Linked DNA regions of Hordeum vulgare: region 1 is linked to region 2. The links are chromatin contacts, called in public Hi-C maps. All regions are on one chromosome and are shown on one strand. Each heading gives the region's core, a stretch centred on a gene start, on an enhancer-like site or on the middle of the called end of the contact. The rest is flanking DNA. Distances are from core to core; before and after follow the strand shown.

The links. A called contact is a pair of places that touch in the nucleus more often than the background predicts.
Region 1: a Hi-C map of leaf shows a contact between it and region 2, with 4 times the contacts expected there. The contact joins the promoter of LOC123447831 here to the enhancer-like site in region 2. A contact is called at or near these places in 2 of 6 Hi-C or Micro-C datasets (leaf and seedling) and 1 of 1 datasets of contacts at active chromatin or transcription factors (embryo).

Annotation. Positions count from the first base shown.
Region 1 is chr4H:50,071,372-50,077,780 of MorexV3_pseudomolecules_assembly, reverse strand. It overlaps LOC123447831 (F-box/kelch-repeat protein At2g44130-like), which reads right to left and starts at 4,567. Exons shown (of 1, transcript XM_045124518.1): 1 at 2,875-4,567. The coding sequence starts at 4,444. The coding sequence ends at 3,332.
Region 2 is chr4H:49,853,363-49,859,182 of MorexV3_pseudomolecules_assembly, reverse strand. No RefSeq gene overlaps it. Among protein-coding and RNA genes, the nearest start is that of LOC123451168, 83 kb to the right of the region's middle. Within about 2 kb of position 4,187, at least 3 of the 3 cell types and tissues checked have open chromatin away from gene starts, as enhancers often do. A contact at or near this core is called in leaf and seedling, where this site is marked.

The DNA of each region.
Region 1 (6,409 bases), core at 3,318-5,817, 220 kb before region 2:
TTTCTCCCTCGCGTCCACATAGTCACCACTAATGCCTTATTTTTATTCATGGCCCCTTTTTGTATCTCTTTCAAACGTTCGGATCTTAAGCATGACAACGAGAAAGTTTTTCATGGCAATTTTAGTTCACGCGATTTTGACGAACATGTTAGTTGTTTAAGAAGAAAAGAATGAATTGGGACAAAGTTATCATATCTTAACAATTAAAGTTGTCATCTCGTGCCAACAAAGTTGTCATGAAAAAAAGTTCAAAATAAAATGCCTAATATTCGGACGTCCGTGATTTATCGGGGTCCCAAAAAAGGATGAGATAGTTATGTCACATCTGAATATTTTAACCTACATTTCTCTTTTTAACTAATGAAAAAAAATATTTTACCTCTGTTTTTAATTAATGAAAAAAATATTTTACCTCTGTTTAGGAAAAACATGTGTTGACGCGCAAGAACACAAGGATTTTTGTCTGGAGCTTTCACGAAAGGATCGAATTCGCAGAGCATCCACTAGCAGTGTTCGTTTCCCGGACGCCACAAAGACTACATGTATCATGCTTGTCTGCATCGAGAAGCAACAAAACAGGGACACCATCTTTGCCTGTCATCCGTCTTTGGCTAGTGTCCCGTACTAAAGAAAGAAAAGAACTTCATTTATTATCAACGAGTGTATGTTATACTAGCAGGATTACATACTCCCTCCGTCATAGTTTATAAGGCATGCATGTGTATCTAGGTCGTCAATTTAACTTATATAAAATAGTATATTATTTAACATAAAAATTAGATTATTAAAAATAGAACATCTAAAGTTTCTAATGATATATTTTTTGTAATATATGTCTTTCATTAAGTTGGTCAAATTGACGATCCAGATATACATACGTGCCTATAAATTATGACCAGTACATCGAGCTGGCAGTTTCACTGGCAATGTGGGGATCAGTAGATCACCCTCTCAATAATAGCACAAAAGCGATGAACAACCGATCGTCCTCGCAATCGATTTCATTGGGATTGCGAAGCCTAGCACGATATTCGTGCGTCCCCTACAAAAAATTGTATTATTTTTATTAATGGAGACAAAACGCTTTGTCTCGTCTCATTAATTAAAAAAAGTGAATTGTCTGATTGATTAACGTAAAATCAGATAAAAACCGTTACAACACGTTCATACAAGACACACAAGACGATCTGACAACCCATATAAGAACGTACACACGTCACCGAAAAGAGGACACCGTCAAGACTGCAATCCAGTGTCATCGTCATCACACCTATACAAGGGCGACTCTCACTCCACCATCGACGACCATCAATATAGCCCTCACCGCAAGCAAACACCGAGGCCCACACCGGCCACTGTCAAACAGTCAACTGCACGCGTCAACTACTAGGCAGTTCCGACTGTGTCAACGAGCATTGTAGGAGAAAAGCACTGAGCCTAGCCAGCGTCACAACCGACCACCCGCCTCGCGTCATCGTCGCCGCAAGGCCCCGCCTCAGCAGCTCCGACTCCAGGAAGACAACGCGCGGCAACCCCTCGAACACGTCGAATGAGACAAACTGTCAAACTTCAACAGTCACTTTGGAGTCCAGCTCCGGAAAAGCACGGAGGATGCCAGTCACCCTCAAGGCAACGCTCCTAAGGAGGTAGACCGACGTGGAAGAACAACGATGTGGCCCGACTCACTTTGGAGTCTTAGGCTTTCGTCCGATGTCCATGGTCCGAAGGTGTCGGGCAAAGGTAGGGCTTCACCACGACCCTTCAAGGAGGAAAAACGACGTCTGCAGACGTTGTGCCGTCTAGGCTTTCATCCGAAGCCACGACCGACGCCATTCTCACGCAGGAGCCACCAACCTCACCGTCCGCAAACGCCGACAAGCCGAAGCCGACCAAACCGGCCAGATCTGGCGCTCACCACCGCACTACCATGGAGACCACACGTCACTGCCACGATCCCAAAGCGTGGCCAGCATCGGCACCACATCGTCGGCCGCCCTAGCACCGTCCACACCCGCCACCTTTGCACCCCGCGACAAATCGACGTGCGCCGCCACAAGATCCGCCGCGCACACGTCGTACCACCCTGGCTCAGACGAGCGCGTGTGCGCCCACGCAGCCGCCGCAGCAAGGACGCCCATCCACGCCCAGGCACCGCCATGCGCCTCGCTGCCGCCATGCCCCCACGCCGAACATCGCGCCCCTGCCGATCACCGTGTCCCGCGCCGCGATGCACCGCGTCGAAGAGGAAGATGGCCCCGCCGCCGCCCACGCAAGCCAGGATTTGCCTGGCCGTGCACGCCGGCGACGAAGAGGGAAGGCGGGAAGTGACCGCAGGCGGCGGCTAGGGTTTCGCCCAGCCGCTCGCGGGCGGGGCGAAGGGGGTGTGGGTGTCCCCTGCAAATTTCACGTTGCCCAAGCCAAGAAGATGGATGGATGCAGCTAACAGCAACCTAACGGCGTCAGGATTCCTCCCGATAATAAAAGTTGGCTACAGCTGATGCCCGTCCGTGCTAGATGGTCCAGAATCGTGGGCCAAGCACGGACGCCATAATCGGTTGGCGACGTGGGAGGAGAAACGGATGGGGACGGATAGCTGGCCGGTTCGCTGTTGCGTGGAGTGCGAGGCCTCACCTAGCGATTAATTATAGAAAGAATCGGCTGGCAAGGTCAGCTCCTCTTCGGGTCCAGCAGCCGGGGCGGCGGGGGCGCAAATAAAATGAAAAATGAAAATTGTGCGGAAAGAAACGTAAAGATGATTGTTCGACGGCGGCGAGCCACCGGCATTACATCGAGATGTGTTCAGCCACGAAACAGACGGACATTTGAGACGGTACCAGCAGCCTTTGTGAGCTGCAGCAGAACTGGATCTCGACAGAAGACGGAGGAACCACGTATGATCTTCCAATCCAACTGACAATAATATGTACAAGTACAACGACTCATTGCTAAGATCACGGAACAATCCTCCATCATCGAACACCAAAACACCACGCTGTCTCACAACAGAAATGGCAGGCTGTCTCAACAGCAAAGAGTTGGGGAGGAGAGGAGAGTTTACACCCATGGTGACAGATCTGACAAGCTACAATCCTCTAGTTATTTTTTGTTGTTTTCTTCTTGGCGATGATGCCTCATGCTTTTTTTTTTTGTTCTTTTCCTGGCGATGATTCCTCCGGAGTAGTAGTAGTTGATTGCATCCGGGATGCGCAGATCTCAGGCGATGAGACCGCGGATCTCAGATCCATCAATGGCAACTCAAGAACGTGCATACATACTCACTAGTAGTAGTAGTAGTCTTCTTGGTCGGGAGCGGCGCCGGGGAAGGATCTCATCAAACGCGGACGGATGCCAGGGAGAAGACGAAGCCGGCGAACTGCGGCGGAGGGCGCACCACGGTCCAGTTCTTGGACTTGACGTCGAACACCCACAGCGCGTGCCCGCCGCCGCCGCCGCCTCCCTCGGACTCGATGGCGCCGGTCACTACCACGCGCTCGCCGCCGCCGACGGCGACCGCGCGCGCCGTGCCGGCCTTGAGACCAGGCGGGTAAGGCCCCACCTCGAGCCAGCCCCGGCGCTCCCCGCGCCACTCCATCACGGCCGTGCCCTCGATGCACCACACGCGGCCGCGCACCACCACGTGGGCCGCCGACGGCGGGGCGCGCACGCGCTCCAGGCGGCGCCACTCGCGGGTCGCCGGGTCGAACCACTCGGCGTCCCGCTCGAACCCTCCCTGACGCCCCGTGCGGTACCCGCTGACGGCAAGGAACCGGTCGCCGGCGACGGTGGCCATGCCGTCGCACTCGTCGCGCTCCTCCGACATGTCCGGGAGCGGGTCCCAGCCGTCGGCCTCCGCGTCGTACGCCTCGGCCGTCTTGAGCGCGTTCTTGAGCTTGTCGTGCCCGCCGGCGACATAGATCTTGCCCCCCGCCTCGGCGCACGCGAAGAAGGACCGCGCGGACCGCATCGGCGCGCCGCGGTGCCAGACGCCGGTGGCGGCGTCCAGCACGTTGACGTCCGCCACGGGCTCGAAGGTCTTGGGGTCCCAGCCGCCCATCACGGCGAGGCGGGTGCCCACGGCCGCGCACTGGGCGAACATCGGCACCGGCGGGGCCGAGCTCTCGCGGTGCCACTCCCCGGTGGTGACGTTGTACACGGCCACGCCGTACGCCGGGGCGTCCTCGGGCGCCGCGTCGTCGCCGGCCACCGGGTTGCCGAACTGCATGAGGAAGACCAGATCCTCGTTGGCGCCGGCCTCGGCGCGCGCCAGGGCGAACTCCGGGGCGGCGGCGGCGCTCCGCCAGCCGCGGCACACGCGGCGCATCGAGCGGTAGGATCCGTGCGGGACGCGCGCCAGGCAGTCGACGGCGACGTCGTCGGGCATCCCCGGGATGAGGTCGACGTGGTCGGCCTCCCACCCCTGGACACGGCTCTTTGGGTTCATCATAGCTTGTGACTTGTGTGAGCTTTGCTGCTGCTTCTGGATGGCGCTCTCCGTCCGTGGGAGAGGGCGATAAATAGAAGGCTGGCGGAGCTACGGGACACGCATACTGATTGATTGGGGCCTGTGTGACAGCTGGTGAGCGAATAAGAAAAATGCAACAACTTGATGGTAAAGCTGTTGCAAGCGGCTGTTTTTTCAGCCGGATTTGTGCGCTGTTGTGTTGTTTAAAGTGAGACCCTAACATGCCCTCTCAATAATTGGACGATGTCATCTAAAAAAATTGGACGATGCATTTGCTCTTTTAGATGAAAAAAAGGCTCCTGCCCCGTTCCATTTCAAAGAAACAATACAATACAATACAATACAATAGTACAATACAGAGTTGTGCAGGATTTTTCAAGGACTACCAACGGGAAATAAAACAGCCAAGTTTTTACAAGAGAGCATACGTCGGTCCCAGCAAGGCTGGTGAATTTAAAATGATCAACGGAAAAGTTACATGATAATACAACTATGGGAAAATAAAAACATCAGAAAGTCCTACCCCATCCGCCGCTCCACCATAGGCCTGAATGATCCTTAAGGTTGCTTTCGGTTGATAGGAATTTGGAGAAGGTTTAACAGGAACTGAAGGGGATTGAATCTCATGCAAGTCAAATTCTTTCAAATCCCTTCCAATCCCTTTGGGAGAGGGAGTAACCGAACAAAGCCCAAAGCACTCCCTGCTGCTTCAGCCTGGCTCTAGCCACGGTAAATGGGGGGGGGGGGGGCTTCTTGAAGCATCGCAACGTGCCCTCTTGCATATCTTTCACGTGAAGCAAGCAATAGCCACCTTCTTCAGTAACCGGATCCTCTAACTTACACAAGGCAAGTTAGAGAGATGTCATCTTTGTCTAAAATGGGGAAGGGAAGTTAGAGAAGGCGCATTGTTCAAAAATTATTGTTGTTCGCGTTTCACTATGGTTTATCACTCATTCTATATCATTATGTTAGGTTGTGATTTACGGGAATCTAGTGAAGGGAAGTCAGGGTAACGTACCTTACGTGACTTTCCTTCCAATGTTAGATGATCTGAATCGTAACATTTCTACTTCTCAAGATAGCTCACAGAGCAGCAAACATGAACCAAGTTACTCGTTTGATTCGAGAGTTGCAAACTTAGCTAAAATTGTCCACAAGAACTCACGGTGCGATACATAATATGCAACACAATTAATGGAGCATTGGTCGATGAAGCCCGGTCGACTGCCCACGCTAGCCGGACATTGGCTCTGCCACGGCCGGTGAGGGTGCTAATAATATTCCAAACTTCAGTATCTACCACACAATCAAAAAATTAGGTGGTGATGAGATTCGGCTTCACTACACAACACGCAGGAAACATCCTCAAAATGTTGTCTCTTGCCAAGGTTATCTCTAGTTAGTAATTTGTTATTAGACAAAAGTGATAGTCTGCTAGTACACATGGTTTAGTTGTAGCCTTTTAAAGGTAAGAGTATCTGTTGGGACATATTTCTCCATATGTAGTTTTGGTAATTGATGACAATCCCTATGGACTTATATTTGATTGACTTATATACGAAGGATTTGTCCATAGGCACTTCTTGAAGTCCATATGTTGGTTTCAAGGAATTTATATGATGACCAAGGTGGTATTCAAGGTATTATCCAAAGAATGGTCATAAAGACACAAGGTTGATCAAGGCTAAGACAAAGAGTAAATCAAGAAGATCAACACACAAAGCGTACAAGATGTACCGAGAGGGATCAAGTGATCCCATGATATGGTAAGCATTGTCCATAACGCTTTTGTGTACTAACCCATGGTCTTCGTGAGAGTTCTGTGTGGGGTAGGTGTGTTTCCATGGGTTTGCATCAACAGGAGGATCTCATTCAACCCATGAAGGATAACATCAAGTGGTGATCATCATCGAGATTGCGGTGTGCAAGTTCAAGTGGAGCATCACG
Region 2 (5,820 bases), core at 2,938-5,437:
ATCATCCTCGTCACTTTTGTCCCCGGAGGTTCTCCACCTATCTCCTGCCCGAGCAGGCGACAGTCTCGAGCCGTGTACTTCGCGGGGATGATCTCCCCCTCTTCGTCCTTCCTAGCATGGAATGGACATGGCTGGTCCATAAGGTGGCTTTTGGACACGACCTTCTTCTTGCCGACCCAATCTTTCTTGTTCTTCTTGGGCTTTCTTTGGCTCTGCCCCGGGACATCAGCTAATTCGGCTTTGCCCGATGGGTCACCCTTACGCTTCTGTTTTTCCCGGCATTGCCCGACTGAGGGGCTTTGCTCGCTTGGTCTTTGCCGCTGCAGAGGCGGTTTTCCTCTTCGCCATTTGCGTATCAATTGGCGGTTTCCATTGCCCGACTGAGGGACAAATCCCCCGATCGGCCAAACTTGTGGATGAGCTCCCGGTACCGAGTACTCGCTTTGAAGGCGCACACGGCGTGATGTTCGATGACGTTTTCCATCGTGTTGTGCAATGTGGTCCACCGCTGGATGTTCTCCCGGAGGGTCTCGTTGCTCTTCTGAACACAATGTTGTAGCTCAATTAAGCCACCTGGGTGCTTGTAAGTGCCCTCCAATGTCTTGACAAACACTCGGGCCAAATCTCCCCAGTTGTGGGTACTCCTGGAGGGAAGCTGGTTGAGCCATGTCCTCGGTGATCCCTCTAGCATGAGGGGAAGATGCTTCATTGCGATGAAGTCGTCGCCACCGCCTATCTGGACGGCCACCCGGTAATCCTCGAGCCAGGTCTCCAGCTTGGACTCACCATTGAACTTGTCGATCCTCGTGGCCAATCGGTAATTGGAGGGGATCTCTGCTTCACGGATGTGCAAGACAAAGCACTCGATGCCAGATACTCCACAGCCTGCACGCGATCGGTCGACCACGTTCTGCGTGATGACGGACCTCGCATTGAACTAAGGGGCCCGATGGACATCATCCCCATAACCCTTGTGTTGATTGGGGCTTGGCCGACGGTCATGGGGCCAGTGTCCGAGCGAACCACTACTTGGAGGAGGTATTCTACTACGAACCCGGTGATCTTGTCACCAATCTCTATGCGGGACTCTTGGAAGAGGAGGGGATCTTTGACATCTTCTCAGTGCATGCGGGTTGTGACCGTTTGCACTGTGTCCGCTTGGACAGATCTGCTATGGATACGATGTCGGGACTGTGACACCACGGAGTTTTGTTGCATGGCGGTCTTCAATAGAGCCTGAAGCTGCCAAATGCCTTCTCCGGCCACAAACTCACTCGGCCGAATGTAGTTAGCAATTTGAGTGGCGGCGGCCAAATTCAGCACCGGTGTTCGCATTACCTCAATATGGCGAGGGTCGTTGTTCGGAAACAACTCACGGCGATTGCGACTGGAGCCGGGCTAATCCCTCGTTGCCCGAGCGTCGAGTGACTGCCGGAGCCATTCGAGACACTCACGCTCGAACAGAGAGTCCTAACGCACGTTCACCAATGCTATCTCTTTTGGGGCATTCCCGATGATGAGGGTGCAAAGAGCTTGCTCGCTCATCCGCCGAAATTCTTCCCGCCGATGTTGTGTGAGCGGCTGCGGAACGTTGTGACTGTCGTCACCGTGGCGACGCTCTCCATCACCGCGCCCAGGAGAATTCTCTGCGACGAATCCAGGGCCGCCTCCCCTGGTCGTGTCGGCCATCCATACCTCAGCGGTGTTTCCATTGCTTTCGCAGTCAGAGTCATCGAGTGATTGTCCCTCGATGACGGGAAGAGCCTCGCGGTGGGCTCATCGGAACTGGGCATAGCCACCTGCCCCGAAGTGGCCTGGTGGGCTATGGCGTGCTTGATCTACCGCTGCAACCGCGAGCGCCCGGAGCGCTTGCGACGAAATGCAGCGGGGCATGGGGGTACCGAGTGGTACGACACCGATGGCTGACGGATCAGGACCCCGTGCTCAACTGCGTTGAAATGCGACGTACCTCAAGAAGGTAGGGCGTCGGTGTCCGGTGGCGCGTCCTGCAACCATGTTGAGTCGTCGACGACAAAGCTGAGGTAGCCGAAGAGGATCTCTCCGTCGAGTGTCATCATGATAACGAAAAAGGTAAAACTCCTACTGCGCCAGATTTACAGAGCACACAGGCCCACGATGGGCGCCAACTGTCATGGGAATAACATGACAAGAATACCAGGGGTACGAATGAGGGGCGGAGCCTTGCTAGGGCGGAGTGGATACACTCGGATGTACGAGTTCGGGCCCCACTGGGAAGTGGTAAAGACCCTACATCTCGAGCCTCGGTGGTTGGTGTTTGCTTATAGAATGTGTGATTGTACAGAATGTTGAACCCTTGCTCAGGAGCCCCGAGGTGGCTTATATAGAGTCCGCCACGACCGACCGGACTTCATTACAAGGGCGGGTAAATGCTAATAACTACGGAAGTTACTAGTAACGGCAGCTCTAACTCTAGCGTTACTCGTAACGTACGTGTTCACTGCACTTCATGTGATAGTTCAAGTATGTGGTCGTTGCACTCTCTTCAATGCCCATGTCTTGCTGCAGTCCGAGTGTAGAGAAACGTCCGACTCATAAGAGACAGTCCGAGTGACGTCATGTGAGCCGAGTGAAGACACACTTGTCCGAGTGAGATCATAACTGCATAGGTGACTTTAGGAACGCTGATGCTCATGCAGGACCTTGGGCAGGCCTAGGGATGCAGGTCCGCAGAACTATCCCTAATGTACAACCCCGTCATTATACTTGTGCATGATGGTTATGAGTTGAGGAAGAAAAGTTTATTATAATTGCTTAAATATCATGTGAACGAAGCTAAAGACAATACTATGGATATTGTGCGAGAATATCTTAAGCTCATAAATAAATCTTAATTCATAATAAATTATTAGTTAAATCATCCCTCTTATGTATACATGGTCAAATTACTTTTCGACCAACTTACACATTGTAAGTGGAGTGAACTCTCACTAGTCCTGATTGTTACTGGGTATCTTAATATGCTTTATATTCGTATATAAGTGCAACAAAATATTTTAAAAGTTAAAAATACAAAAGGAAAATAATATACTGTGTGTGCGTTACTTGATGTAGAGGTCACGGCACTACATACTTATGCGAAAAAAGAACGATTGTCAAATCAAATGCATGTCGAACAGATCCAAAGGGAAAATTCCCAATAATAATGGAGCAGCAGCGCTGTCACTTTGTACTATATTTCAATGAGCTAAACTCAAACTTTAGCACATCAAAGCCATTGAAATCTTGATGAGGTCACAACAAACAACACACAATTAGCTAGAGAAATCGCATTTGGTCCGGCGTCCGCTCCTTGTGCCAATAGTCATAGTCCAAAGCCGGTGACGCCAAGAAAAGTTCATGCCAACTTTGTACCGGCCTGTACATTGGTACGTATGGCAAGTAACTCGGCCACAGGACACACAACACAAGTCCGATTAATTAAGAACGTTGCGAGGAGCGAATCCGCGGTTGAAATGTTGTCGTGGTAATCTATTCGTGCCGATCCCTAGAAAACGACGGGGTCGATCGATCTGACGCTGCGAGATGCTGTGCGTCCATGTGTACCACGCGCACGGCGCCGGCGCTGCGCCGTTCGCGCAGCGTGAGGCAAGCGCTGACTCCAGTGATTACGAACGAATGATTGGCTTGCTTAGACGCGCGCCCAAGCATCTCGCGAGCTTTGAACTGTACTACAACTCGAGAACTCGAGAAGTCGGTTCATTGTGATGATGTGGTCACCGTTCCCTGAACGGACGTATGCTGGCGAACGACAAGGAGATGGGAATGCGGCGAAGATGCAGCAATGCGTGCAAAGATTCCGAACGCACGGTGCATGTTGCTTTGGGGGGCACGGAGCGAGGCAGCAGCAGCAGCAGAGCCGCGGGCAACGGCCGACGTGGCTTAGAATAGTTCTAGGGGCGACCGGCTGGATCCCGTGGTGTTTGTCCCCTTGCATCGGCGGCCGTCGCCCGCCGTTTGAACTTGACCGTTTTTCGAGGTTCTTCTCCTGTTTTCTCCTTTGAAGGAGTATACCGGAACATTCTACCGTGGCATCCGCTTTGGCCATCTGTTTCCATGGTCGTTTGCAACAGGGCTGATCGTGCTTACTACTACTAACAGATGACCACGGGCTCAGGCTTCTGCGACAATTTTCCACACAAATGATGGGCTGGAGGGGGCAGAAACGCGCGTGGCCGTAATGGAAGGTCCCCCTCGGTGGGACGCGGCGGATGCACCGTGCACCACCCAACCAATGTTCTAGTTCCTCCGGAAGTTTGGGCAGAAACAGCCGCGGAAAACTCATCGCCGGCCTTCGGGATAAGCAAGAGACGCTAAGGACCTGTACCACAACAGATGCTTACAGCCGGTGCCATAGAAAAAACCCAGTATTTTTGCACAGATTTTTTTTTTTTGAAAGATAGGAGGGGTGGGGGAAGAGAGGATCACCACCTAAATATATTGCTCAAAAAGCTGTCAAAGACAAGAGTCACCCCTAGAATTTTGGATGAGTCAAATTATAAAAAAAACCGGATCGAAAACCTAAACAAGCTCACCCGTTTATGAGGAAAACCAGACCGAAAACCAATACAGATAACGAAGTTATAGAAAGTGAGAAAAAAATTGCCACCCAAGAAAAGACATGACTTAGCTAGCAGGCAGAAAGACCACCACCACGAGAGACACACGTAGATGTGAGGTGTTGTCAAAGGATCACAATACCAAGGCTCTACAAACAACCTAACGCACCACACCGACGTGCGTATCGAGCCCCACGACACAACAAGGATCAACCATAACCAACGAATACCAAACTAAACACGAACCCTCACTCGGAGATCCAGCACGTGCGGTCGATATCATTAGCAGGTTGGGGAGGCATCATTGCTTCGTCATTGAGCAAAGGTGAACCAAGACCACATCAAGAGCCCGAAGCTCGCCGCAGCACAAGGGCAACCATGGTAGCGTCTTGAGCAAGCACAGATGTCACCCGAAGGGCAGCCGAAGAAAAATCATGAAGAAAACACAACCAGCACAACCACCATAAAGAGGGCCTCAACTTCCATCTTCATCTGACCAAGCAAGGAGAGCCTTGAACGTTGGCCGTCTGGTCACCAACCAACAACACCCGCAAGGAGAGAGGTGTCGGACCTCGCTAACCCGGCTTCGGAAGGAAGAATCATAACCACACCAAGGGATGGTCGAGCTCACGAGGGGGAAACAGATGGCCACCCTACGGCGCCAAAGGCACCACCGCCGAGCCCCAGTGAACACCGCTAATCAACCATCGTCGACTCCAAGCTAGTCGCACCACCTCCACCACTACGACCGTTGGTCGCTCCAGCTAGTCCGTGCTCCAAAAATGATGCCCACAAGAGGGGAACAACACAATGCGCCACCATCATTCAATCTAAGAGAGCACAAATTTAAGGTTTCCCTCGGAGCATGAGATAGTAAGGGAGAGGAACACATCACCACAGCGGCGCCTTCAAGAAGACAACGACGCCCGCAGATGCCGCCGTTGTCGGCTCCGACCATAGTCAGAGATAGACTTTCTCCTGGCATCGTCCTCCACTCCACAGACCAAACCAGCTGCCCCCCCCCCATCACCCGCGTGACTTAACCACTGCCACCAACCGCACGCCATCTTCCACACACAGCCGTGCCCCCGAGACAAGCTGCCACCATGTCATCGAGCATGAGCCACCCTAACGCCGAGATGCTGGTTGGGCAGGACCAATCCAGCAGAGACGCAGATCTGACGACTCATGAACTGGATGCACTCCACCGCCGTAACCTCCG